Regions from separate parts of the Anser cygnoides genome. Here region 2 is linked to region 1. The links are chromatin contacts, called in public Hi-C maps. All regions are on one chromosome and are shown on one strand. The core of a region is the stretch at or near the end of the contact, and the rest is flanking DNA. Distances in the headings are between cores, read along the strand shown. Region 1 holds the start of TBC1D22B (TBC1 domain family member 22B). Region 2 holds the start of ELF3 (E74 like ETS transcription factor 3).

Evidence for each region. Hi-C and Micro-C count contacts between places; a contact is called where the count stands out from the background.
Region 2: a contact with region 1 is called in a Hi-C map of liver, with 2.0 times the contacts expected there. The contact joins the promoter of ELF3 here to the promoter of TBC1D22B in region 1. A contact is called at or near these places in 2 of 7 Hi-C or Micro-C datasets (both in liver).

Annotation. Positions count from the first base shown.
Region 1 is chr25:2,020,812-2,026,094 of Taihu_goose_T2T_genome, reverse strand. It overlaps TBC1D22B (TBC1 domain family member 22B), which reads left to right and starts at 4,028. Exons shown (of 13, transcript XM_066983140.1): 1 at 4,028-4,214. The coding sequence starts at 4,159.
Region 2 is chr25:2,149,424-2,155,043 of Taihu_goose_T2T_genome, reverse strand. ELF3 (E74 like ETS transcription factor 3) reads right to left here and starts at 3,823. Exons shown (of 9, transcript XM_066982923.1): 1 at 3,671-3,823; 2 at 2,889-3,057; 3 at 2,188-2,409; 4 at 1,883-1,969; 5 at 1,671-1,790; 6 at 1,404-1,493; 7 at 742-858; 8 at 381-576; 9 at 1-254. The coding sequence starts at 3,051. The coding sequence ends at 134.

The DNA.
Region 1 (5,283 bases), core at 2,779-5,278:
GTGGGACTGGCCACCAAGCAGCTCCCAGCCTCAGCCCCGTGGTGTCCCCACATCCCCCAGGCAAGGGGATTCGTCCTCCAGGAGCCGTGGCCAAAGCCCTGCACCCATCTCAGCCCTAGAAAACCGCATGAATTTTGGGCGAAACGCCCCTTCCCACACCTCCAAAAACCCCGTGGTGTAAAGGCGAGCGGGACCAGGTGCTGGTTTCGGGCACCTGGAGCCCCGCTCGGTACCGGAGCCTCGTGTTTCGGCTCGGTGATGCCACTTGGGGTTTACAACAACCTTCCCTAGAGCGGGATCTGAGCTAATGCTGCCTCCGTGACACACCGAAACTGCATCACTCGGCCCGAGAGTTGGTGGGGGTTTTTATGCGGAAGAAACACTTTATTCACCATTAAAAAAAAACATACCGCAAAAGCTTTCCAGTGTGTAACGTTGAGTCAAATTTAGCAACTTCAGCTAAAGAGGGATGTTTTTAAAAGAGGTCATCGGTGTTTTTCATCCTTCTCCAAGCTTTTTGTCCCCTTCCTCCAGGGTAATTTTCATGTTTTTAATCACCGTGTTTGTTACAGTTAGGAGGGGGTTAAGCGACCCGAAAAATGAAACAACAGCTCTTGTTTCACATTGAAGCAGCCATTTCAGTTAACCTGAAATGACACACGGGTGCGTGTCAGCGTTTGAAGGGAGAGCGGGTTGCAAGAGCGGAGATCTCACCCTGCTGCGAAAGCTGTGAGAAAAACAGAAGCAGCAAAATGTCATTTCAGGTCAACCCACACTGAAATCCTTCGTGTTCTCCCCCAAAACGTGCAGGCAGGGCTGGTGAGAAAGCAGGGCAGGGCCCCCCAGCGCAGATACAACCCGTCAGTACCGACCCCAATGGAAACTGCCCCTGTGCTCCCCACCGCTCGGCACGGATGTGCCACGGCAGCCGTGATCTGTACCAGGCTACTGCCCATAGCGCAGTGCTTGCTGTAGCAGCCCTGTGCGTGTGCACGGGTGCAGGAGTGCACACACGCGTGCTTGGATGTGTGTCGATGCCCCCTGAGCATATGGGTCTGGCTGGATTTGGCACATGCTGGCCAGCTGAGACCTGACAGCAATCAAAGCTCAGCCACGGATGCGGAGGGCTTGGATTTCAGTCCTTGGCATCCTTTTGGTCCCATCGCTTGGATTTCAGTCCCTGGCATCCCTTTTGTCCCATCGCTTGGATTTCAGTCCTTGGCATCCTTTTGGTCCCATCGCTTGGATTTCAGTCCCTGGCATCCCTTTTGTCCCACCACTTGGATTTCAGTCCTTGGCATCCTTTTGGTCCCATCACTTGGATTTCAGTCCCTGGCATCCCTTTTGTCCCGTCCCGTCTTTTGGGGAGGGGAGCAGAGCCAGCGAGCCACCCTCCCTCGTCAGGCCGGAGAGGTCACTCTCCTGTTTCTCTAGCAGGGTGTTTCCAAACGGTCTTTGATACAGCCAGCCACCCAAGCATGAGAAGATGAGCTGCGAATTGCTGTTAAAAAGCAGGAGGGAGATCTCCAGGAAGGATTTATCCCTCAGGCTGGGGAGGGACAGCAAAGGGAACCCACCCTGCCCAGCTGGAGGGGACAGCAGGCACCTGGAGGAGGCTCTGCGGGGACCTGCAGGGGCCAGAAGTGACTCTAGGACAGCTGGACACGCACAGCCTCCCACCGACACCAAGGGCTCCTGCTCCGATGCGGGATGGTTTCCATTTCTCGGTGTGCAGACGCCGAGCTTTCCCACTTCCCCACCGCCGCCTTGCACGTGCGCGTGGAAATCAGCCCTGCGGTGCCTCGGACCTGCGCGTCCCAAACCAGGGAAAATTCCTTGCATTTGGGCGGCGTTTGCAGTCGCGTTACGGGACGAGGTGATTTGCGGTAACGCTGCCGGTCACACCTTGTAGACCACACGTGTTTGGCCACGTTGCTCTGGCTGGAAGGAGCAGTATTTCTGTCCCTGTTCGGACCAGCCCCTTTCTGGAAGCCCTGCTTGCCCTCCCGACCGGGATGGCACTGATCTCCCTGCAGCTGGGAGCCTCAAAATGCTCTATTTTTGCTAGTTTTAAGTTTCCTTTCTCCGCTTCAGCCTCAGGATGGGAAAAGGAACCGATTCTTCTCTCTCGGCTTTCGTTCTTGTTCAGAACCGAAAGCTGCCAGGCTTCTGGGCTCGCTGCTCTGCTCCCGGCCACGCCGTGCCCCGAAACATCTCCCTGCATCTCCCAGAGCACCTGACAGGGACATAGCAGCACCAAGGCGAGTTACACCACAGCACCCAGCTGCTAGGCCAGGCCTCGTGGCTGCGACGAGCCTGTGCCGCCCTCTGCCGTCAGCCCCGTCCTCGGAAAAAAAAAATAAATAATAATTTTCTGCAGAAACGCGCCTGCTGTTTTTATTTTCCTCTCCCTTGATGAGCACACGCAGCCCTCCCGCACCCCGAAGGGTTTCCCCACGGTGCTCGGCGGAGACGGGCGGCGATGCTGAGGGGACGGGGACAGCAGGGCTGGGGGTGGCAGCCGTCCCTTGACGGACTCGGGTGTCCCAGCGCCCGAGGCATCCCCGAGGGGCTCCCTGCCCTCTGCGGGCAGGGGAAACTGAGGCACGGGGTGCGGCACCGACTCACGGCCCTGCCAGCCACCAGGCACTGCTGATTGAGGCCGAGGCAGCAAGGGGCCATTGCGCCTTGCCCCCAGGAGCAGGACGTCCCCATGTCCCCAAGGCCTTTGGTGACACAACGCGGCCTGCGCCTGCCGCCATTGAGGCCCGGTGCTAGGGGCTGCCCCCATGGTGGGGTTTTCTCCTCAGGGATGCCAGGGGGCAGCCAGGGTCCCATGATGTCACCGCAAAGGCTGTTTTGGGGGGTTATTTTTTATTTGTTTGGAAGGTTTGGGGGGTTATTTTCTTTATTTTTGTGTTTAGTTTTTTGGTCTCTACAGCTCCCTGAACGGAAGGTGTGGGGAGCTGGGGGTCGGCCTCTTCTCACACATAACCAGGGATAGGACCAGAGGGAATGGCCTCGAGTTGTGCCAGGGGAGGTTCGGGTGGGAAATGAGGAGACATTTCTGCTCAGAAAGAGCGGTCAGGCGTTGGGACGGGTTGCCCAGGGAGGTGGGGGAGTCCCCGTCCCTGGGGGTGCTCAAGGAGAGGTTGGACGTGGTGCTTGGGGACAGGGTTCTGTGGGTGACAGTGGTGGTAGGGGGTGGTTGGACCAGGTGAGCATGAAGGGCTTCTCCAACCCTACTGATTTGATAACTTTACGTTTCTATTTGTTTTGACACCTGCGCTTTTTCGCCACTTCATCCCCGTTTATTCGCCAGGTGACCTCACCAGGTGGCCTCACTGAGGCCTCCCCTATAACGCCCGCCCCCGTTACGAGGGGACGACCCCTGGGGAGCTCAGTGAGGTGCCCCCGACCCCCCCCCATCCCTTTGGGTGCCATGGCAACCGGGGGGGGCACCCCGGGGACCCCGCCACCCCTCAGCCCCCCCCCCCCCCCCCTTCATGGTTCAGCCCGCCGCCACCTCCCCCCGTCGCGCCGCGGGTGGTTTAACCCGCTCCCCCTCCCCTCCGTGGTTTTGCCAGCCCCCCCCCCCCGCGCAGCGGAATAGTCTCTCCCGGCCCTCACGGCGCTGTTTAACCCTGCCCGCCCAACCATGCGCGGGGCGGGGGGGGGCTCGCGGGGGGGGGTTCCTCCCGCCCACAGCGCCCATTGCCAGCCCCCCCCCGCTCCTCTCGGAGCTAAATACTCCTCCCCACTCCCCCCCTACAGCAGGCGAGATGGTTCATCCCACCCCCACAGTAACCATAATGGTTCATCCTTTCATCCTCCCCCCCTCAGCAGCCGAGATGGTACATCCCACCCCCCACACAAGTACTCCCTCCCCTCCTTCCCCAGCCCCTCCCCTCCCCCTATGACGTCACTCCCCCTCCCTGCTCCCCATTGGCCCGGCCTCCGGAACCGGATCGCGGGCGACCAATGGCGGCGCTCTCCACGCCCGCAACCAAAATGGCGCCGGCGGCGGCTTCAAGCGGGCGGCGGTGAAGGCGGAGGGGGGCGGGGAGGGGGGCGCCGGGGCCTTCTCCGCGCTCCGCCGCTGCGCCGGGGCCGGCCGGGCCCTGCCCGGCCCCGTCCCGTCCCCCCCCCCCCTCGGCCATGGCCGCCGAGAGCGGGCGGCACTTCTGGAAGCGCAGCGCCAAGCTGCCCGGCAGGTGGGCAACGGGCCCGGCCGGTAACGGGGCTGCGGGGGGTCGGGGGGGTCTCTGGGGGGGGGCTGTGGGGGTCTTTGGGGGGACTGTGGGGTCTTGGGGGGAGGGTCTGTGGGGTTTTTGGGGGGTCTGTGGGGTCTCAGGGGAGGTCTGTGGGGTCTTTGTGGGGGCTGTGGGGTCTTTGGGGGGGGCTGTGGGTTTTTTTGGGGGGGGCTGTGGGGGTCTTGGGGGGGGCTGTGTTTTTTTGGGGGAGTTATGATCTTTTGGGGGGGTCTGTGGAGGTTTTTGGGGGGTGTTTTTTTTTGGGGGGGTTGGTTTTTTTTGGGGGGGGGTTGTGGGGTTTGTTGGGGGGTGGAAGGTTTTGGGGAGGAGGGGAGTGGCGTATGGGGGGGGGACGTGGTGCTGTGGGGCAGGGAGGTCTGAGGGGGGCCCCAAGGTTTGGGGGACGGGCCTTGAGCCCCCCCCGAGACCCTGCACCGAGACACCGAGGAGACCCCAGCCCCCTTATGGGCCACCCCCGTTTTCGTGAAGGCCTCCCCAAGTTTCCCACCGAGGCCTCCCCGTTCACCCGGGGACGTTGTGGGGAGCCGAGGGCACCCCGCTGCGGGACGGGGGGGCGGCGGCGCTGCGGGCTCGCTCCCCGCCTGGCCCCGGGAGCAGGGCGCACCGGGGGGGGGGGGGCTGCAAACCCTTTACCCCAGACACGAAACCCCAGTGTCCTGGGGGGGGGGGGGGGGGGGGGGGGGGGCCGGGACACCCCCGCTCCGAGGAGCCTTCTGGGGTTCTGCGTCTGGCGCTCCTCGGGCCGCCTCCGTGCTCGTTTTGCCTTATCTGAACCCTGCCCTTCCCCTCCTGCTGGCCGGGCACGGTGCGAAATCGGCCGTTCGATCCCCGTGGGGTTTCGCTCGGGCTCTGTCCCGCTCCGGCACCCTGCTGTCGGTGGGACGGAGCCCGGCCGCGGCACGGCGAATTTCCCCCTCTCCTCTCCTGGGGGGTTGGAGAGGCCGGCGCCGTGCAGCCCCCGGTTCCCTCCCCGTCCCCGCAGCCCTCGCCCCGAGCCGCTGCCTCGGAG
Region 2 (5,620 bases), core at 2,574-5,073, 130 kb before region 1:
AGCGGTCGCCAGCACACGCGAGCGTGTTGGAGTTTCACAGGCTGCGTGGGGCAGCAGCTGCCAAATTTTCCTGCCAGGAGCCAGGCTCGGGACTGGCCCGGGGGGGCTCCACGGGCCCCCGTGTCCGGGGCTCCTACAGCTCCTTGTTCCTGTTGAGCACCTCCTCCTCCTTCCAGCCGCTGGAGTTCTTCCCAAACTTGTACACCAGCCGGCGCCCGTCGACCCTCTCCAGGATTTCACGTTTGTAGTAATACCTGGGGGGGGGGGGGGGAATAAGTGTTGGGGTCAGGGCTCTGGGTGCAGCCCCGCTGGGTGCGGGGGCCAAGGCTGAGTCCTGGGGGGGAGCAGGACCCCCGTCGGGGCCGGGGGGGGGCACTCACCGCATGGCCCGGCTCAGCTTCTCGTAGGTCATGCTGCTGTTCTTCTTCTTCTGGCCCCAGAGCTGGGCCACCGCCTCGGAGCGCAGGAACTTGAAGACGCCCTCCCGCCGGTCCTCCCACTTCATCAGCCCCTCGTTCAGCTCCGGGTGGATCAGGATGTCCCGGATGAACTCCCACAGGTGGGTGCCTCTCGGGGCTGCAAGGGGAGATCGAGCCGTCAGGGCACGGAAACTCCTGCCCGCGGCTCTGCCCAGCCTCCTGCCAGCGGACACGGTCCTTCCCCAAATTCCCCCCCCCCCCCCCGCCCCAAGGACCAGGCTGGGGCAGGCATTCCCCCTGGGAGGCCGGAGGTTTTACGTACAGTGCTTGCTCTTCCGGCCCTCCAGGCAGTCTCTGTTCTCCTTGCTGAGCTTTCGGGGCCGTCCCCGTTTCCTCTTGCCGTGTTTGCCGTCCCCTTTCTTGCTCCCAGCAAAGCCGTCTGCGCGCACCGACAAGGGGATGGATGTGTTATCCCACCTGTGGGGCCTGCCGGCGTGCAGCCCCCCCTCCCCGGGCACAGAGACGTCTCCCTCGGGAGCAGGGGAGAGCTGGCTGGGGGTGTCAGGGGCTGTGCCCTCTTTTCAAGCCCAGGCACCAGGGAACCATCCCCCGGGGAGCAGAGTCTGCCCCTTCCCTCCCACATCATCCCCCCCCTCGACACAGGGGAGCCTCCATTCTTAGGGCAGCACACCGCTCCTTCCCCAAACCCCGCTGCCTCCCTGCACCCCCAGTGTCCCCAGTCCCGCCGCCAGCTGGGCTCGACGCTTCCAGCGCCCAGCACCTCCGGCTGCAGCCCTCACCCCGCTGCCATCGCCTGCCCCTTCCCACCCGTCTGCAGCTCAATGGGGAGAATAGCGCCCAGGGCACGCAAAAAAAAAAAAAAAAAAAAAAAATCCCACAGTGCAGATGGGTGTTCAGGGCTTGTCCCTAAATGGCTGGCACAAGCTCTGCCCTCCCGGCCCAGGGGGGATGCCCGCAGCTCACCGTCAGGGAAGAGCTTCGCTTCCACGGGGTCGAGGTCGAGGTCGCTTCCACCGGAGTCCTGGGAGTTGGGGCTGTGGGACATGGCAGGCCCTGGGGGGGCAAAGGGACGGGGCTCAGCCCTCGAGCGATTTGCACCCGGAGGCGTTTCCCATTGTTTTTCCCCCCACCAGGCCCCTGGGGTCAGCCAGGTACCGGCCCCAAACCCGCCCGTGGTTCCCGCTGCGCTCCCAGCCCTGTGGGAGCTCTCAGCCGGGTGAAACCACTGACCTGAGACATCGGAGCTGCCTGGGGACATGGCGTCGGGCGAGCAGGTGATGTCTGTGAAGAGGAAAGGGTTTGTGGGCTTCAGGTCCTCCAGGGAATCCTTGGCACAGGGGTTTGCCAGCTCTGGAAGGGGCAGAGAAGGGGAGAAGGGGTTAGCCCTGCCCACGCCCGCATGTGGCCCCTGGGGGTAGCCGTGGCCGAGGCCCCTCTCGTACCCAGGTGGCTGGTGTCCAGGAAGGTCTCTTGGGAATTCGCATCCTCTTTTTCCAGCAAGTCAATGATCCAGGTCAGCTCGTCAGAGGCTGCAGGGGTGAGGGGACTGTGATTAGTGACCCTATTTCGGCACGGTGGGGAACGGCGCCTGCCAGGAGCTGAGCCCAGCCCTCCCCGCACACCGCTCCGTGCCCCTGCGCCACCCTGAGCAGCTCCGGGGGTCCTGGGCTGGTGGAGGAGGGGGGGGTCTCAGCCTTGCTCTCGGAGCTGCCAGGCCTGGGGACAAAGGGGACCTCGGGACACTCACTGATCTCGTGCAGGCGGTCATAGAGCTCGTCCCCCAGGGGCCCGAAGATGTGGCGCATCTGGTCCCGGCTGCAGTGGCAGAGCGTGTGGCCGTCCATGTTGCAGCAGGAGAAGTCGATGATGCTGGCGTCGTATTTGTTCTTTTCCACGTGGTAGCTGATCCACTCCAGCACCTGCACCTTGGTCCAGAAGTATGGGAGCTCACTGAACCACTCTGGCGTTTCTGCAAGGGACGGAGAGCGGGGCTCAGGGCTGGGCAGCGAGCGGCTGGGTACGTGGGTTGGTCCCGTGGGGCACAGCGGGTCCTGGGCTGTGTTACGGGGCTGGGGTTATGGGGCTGGGGTTATAGGGCTGGGATTATGAGCCTGAGGTTATGGGGCTGGGGTTATAGGGCTGGGATTATGAGTCTGAGGTTATAGGGCTGGGGTTATGGGGTTTGGATTATGGGGCTGGGGTTATGGGGTTTGGATTATGGAGCTGGGGTTATGGGGTTCGGATTATGGGCCTGGCACCTTGTGCCACCCGGCGCATCCTCCGGCAGCCTGCCAGCCATCACCCCCCTGGGGAAACTGAGGCATGGTGCAAACCATCGACCTGCCCCCATGGGACCGTGGGTGCTCTTCCAAGGCAGCTGCACTGCCTCACTTCTCCCCTACATAGGGGCTCCCCCCTGCAGCCCACCACCACTTCGCCCCCACCCACCTGTGGTGTCTACCGGGGGCAGGCTCGGGGGGAAGCTCAGCCCCAGGCTGCCGTCGTCCCCAGGGTGTCCCAGCACATCCAGGGCCAGCTGCGACTCTTCCTGCTGGTACATGGTGCTGTTGTACTTGGACAAAATGTTGCTGATCTCGCAAGATCCTGCCATCAAGCTCTGTGCCGAGAGACCACAGTGAGCCCCGGCCCTCAACCCGCAGCACCCGCGGGAGCCCCGGGACCGGGCTGGGTGAGGCTGAGCTCTCCCTGCCTCCGTCCGCCGCCGCCTCTCGGGTCACCTTTGCCGAAACGCCCGCCCGGTGGCCTGAATCCCTGCCACCCCGGGGCAGGGGACAAGGTGGCAGCCCCTTCCCCAGCCCTGCCAGCCCCTCTCGCAGCAAGGGGGCTGTCGGTCCCGCAGCACGGCGCGGCACGGCCCCTGCGGGACCCTCGGCCACCAAATGCGCCCCCAGCCCCGCGGGTGGGCACATCCCCTGCCCCCTGCCCACGGGCAGGGCCGCCAGCAGCTCCAAAAAGCACATCCCGGTGACTCGGCAGCCCGTGGTAGAAAAGCCAAATCTTGCTGGTCGCTGGGCAAAGCCCAGGGGGTGGAGGGGGGCCCCTCTCTGGCCCCCCAAAAGGGCCGGTGGCTGCGCTGGGGCAGCGGGCGCGCGGCGAGCGAGGACCAACCGAGCACATCCCCGGCGGGAGCGAAGATGCAGAGGGAAGGGAGCAAAGCTGGGGGGACGTCGCCGTCGGGGAGCAGGTCCCGAAGGAAAAAGCTTTGGTACCTTCTGCGATGGCACTCGCGGGGCGGCAGCTAATCCAGGGGGGAGGCGAGGGGAGCCCTGCCCGGCCGCTAACCACGGCTGCGGGCCCGGCCAGGCTGTGCCGATGGGCAGATCCTGCCCACGTCTCCTCTTTTATAGCACGGGCGGCGTAACGCGATCTGGAGGCCCGAGGGGAATTCCAGGCTGAAACGTTCATGCTCCCAGATCCAGGTGATTTGCATAATATGAACCACCGGGTCCCAGCCCAGCGCTGCCTTGCCGGGAAATCTGGGTTGGCCAGTTTAATCATTGTCAGAGCCCTTGCCCTGCCGGTGCCCAGAGTTTCACCCGCGCCGGCCTCGCGGGGTGTTTTCTTCGCCGCCGTTTGCCCGGCTCGTGGTTGTTTGCTCGCAGCAGCAGGTTCGCTCGGCTCCCACTGCCAAGAAAACATGCCCAGGAGGGCCGGAGCAGCCCCAGGGGCTGCGCATCCATCCCGGGGGCTCTTTCAGGGGGAAAGTGGCCGGGATGGCTGCCCCAGGTGCCCCCCGGCGATGCAGATTTCCCTTCACCGAGCCCTGCTCCAAGGGGCAGCGCGGTGCTCGTGGCAGGGGGGCTCTTGCAGGGGTCCCCAGCTGCATTCAGAGTCCTGCCCGGGTCACCCACGCCGCGGGCACTGTCCCCGGGACCACGCGTGGCAGAGGCCGTGATGATCTGTCCGTGCAGGGACAGAGCAGAGGCAGGGCAGGTGCCCAAGTGTCGCTGCTCGCCTTGCTGCGATGGGACATTTTTTTTGCCCAGGGGTGGCTGGGGCAGGCTGCAGAGCTGTGCCAGACCATCCCCGGCCATTTCACAAGCACCACTGCACGGGCACACACGTATGCACGCAGGGCCGCACGCCAAGGGGTAAAGCAGGGCTGGGGGAATGCCTTTGGGGAACTGTTTTCCACTGCCCCTCTCTGGCTTTTGGGCAGGATTTGGGACCCTGTCTGGGTCTGTTCGTGCTGGTTTTTAAGCTCTGTGCTAGCAGAGGGAGACCTGGACCCATCCAGGCCAAGAGCCCAGCACCCATTTACCCAGCGCTGCCGCTTTGCTGAGCCAGCCACATCCAGGGGCTGGAGCAATCTCCCCGGCACTGGGTGACCGCAGCCGACCCCAGCATCACCTCTAGGTCCTGGTCACTTCACACCAGTGCTTGGCACCAAACCAGCTGGTGTGGCTTGGTGCCGACCGACCGGTGCATCCGACGTGGATGCTGTGCCTCGGCCCCATCCGTGCGGTCACGTCACCCCGCGCTGCGGGGCCGTGCTGTGGCCCCGGGGGCCAGCCTGCGCTCCGGGAGGCACCGGGTCGTGCGAGCTGATCACCTGCCCCAGCTTCATTCCTGCATGGCACCGTCACGAGTGCTGGGTGCTGCCAGGCCCTTTTGTTTCCCGGGCACAGCATCCTGCAGCGTGCGGGGACGTCCCCACGCCGGGGAGCAGCCCCTGCCGGCTCCATCCTTTGATAAGCCGGGACCACCGGGCGATACGCCGGTGCTGGGCGCACGCAGAGCCTGAAACCCTGCGTGCTGTGACCCCGCAGTGCCCGGGGATCCCGCTGCCAGGCTGGGTTCCAGCGTTGTGGTTAGAAACCTGCCCCTGGGGGAGCTTTTTCCACCCACTCTCAAAAGGCAGCAGCCCCTGGAGCGGGGTCACGGCGGGTCTGCGGTGCCCCGAGCCGGGGGGAGAAGGGGCAGGCACGGAGCACCGGGAGCCCCCGGGAGCTCTGCACAGATGGGGGCGGTTTGGGGGGGACTGGGCTGAGCATCCTCCTCCCCGGGGCTCCCCACAGAGCCAGGTGCTGCAGTCAGCCCGGGTGATGCCGCTGGTTGGAGAGGTGCACCCGGTGCAGCAAGTGGGTGGGACACCAGGCCGGGGGGGGGGGGGGGGGGTGCCACTGGTGCCACCAGCCCTGCTGGGGGGAGAACCCAGA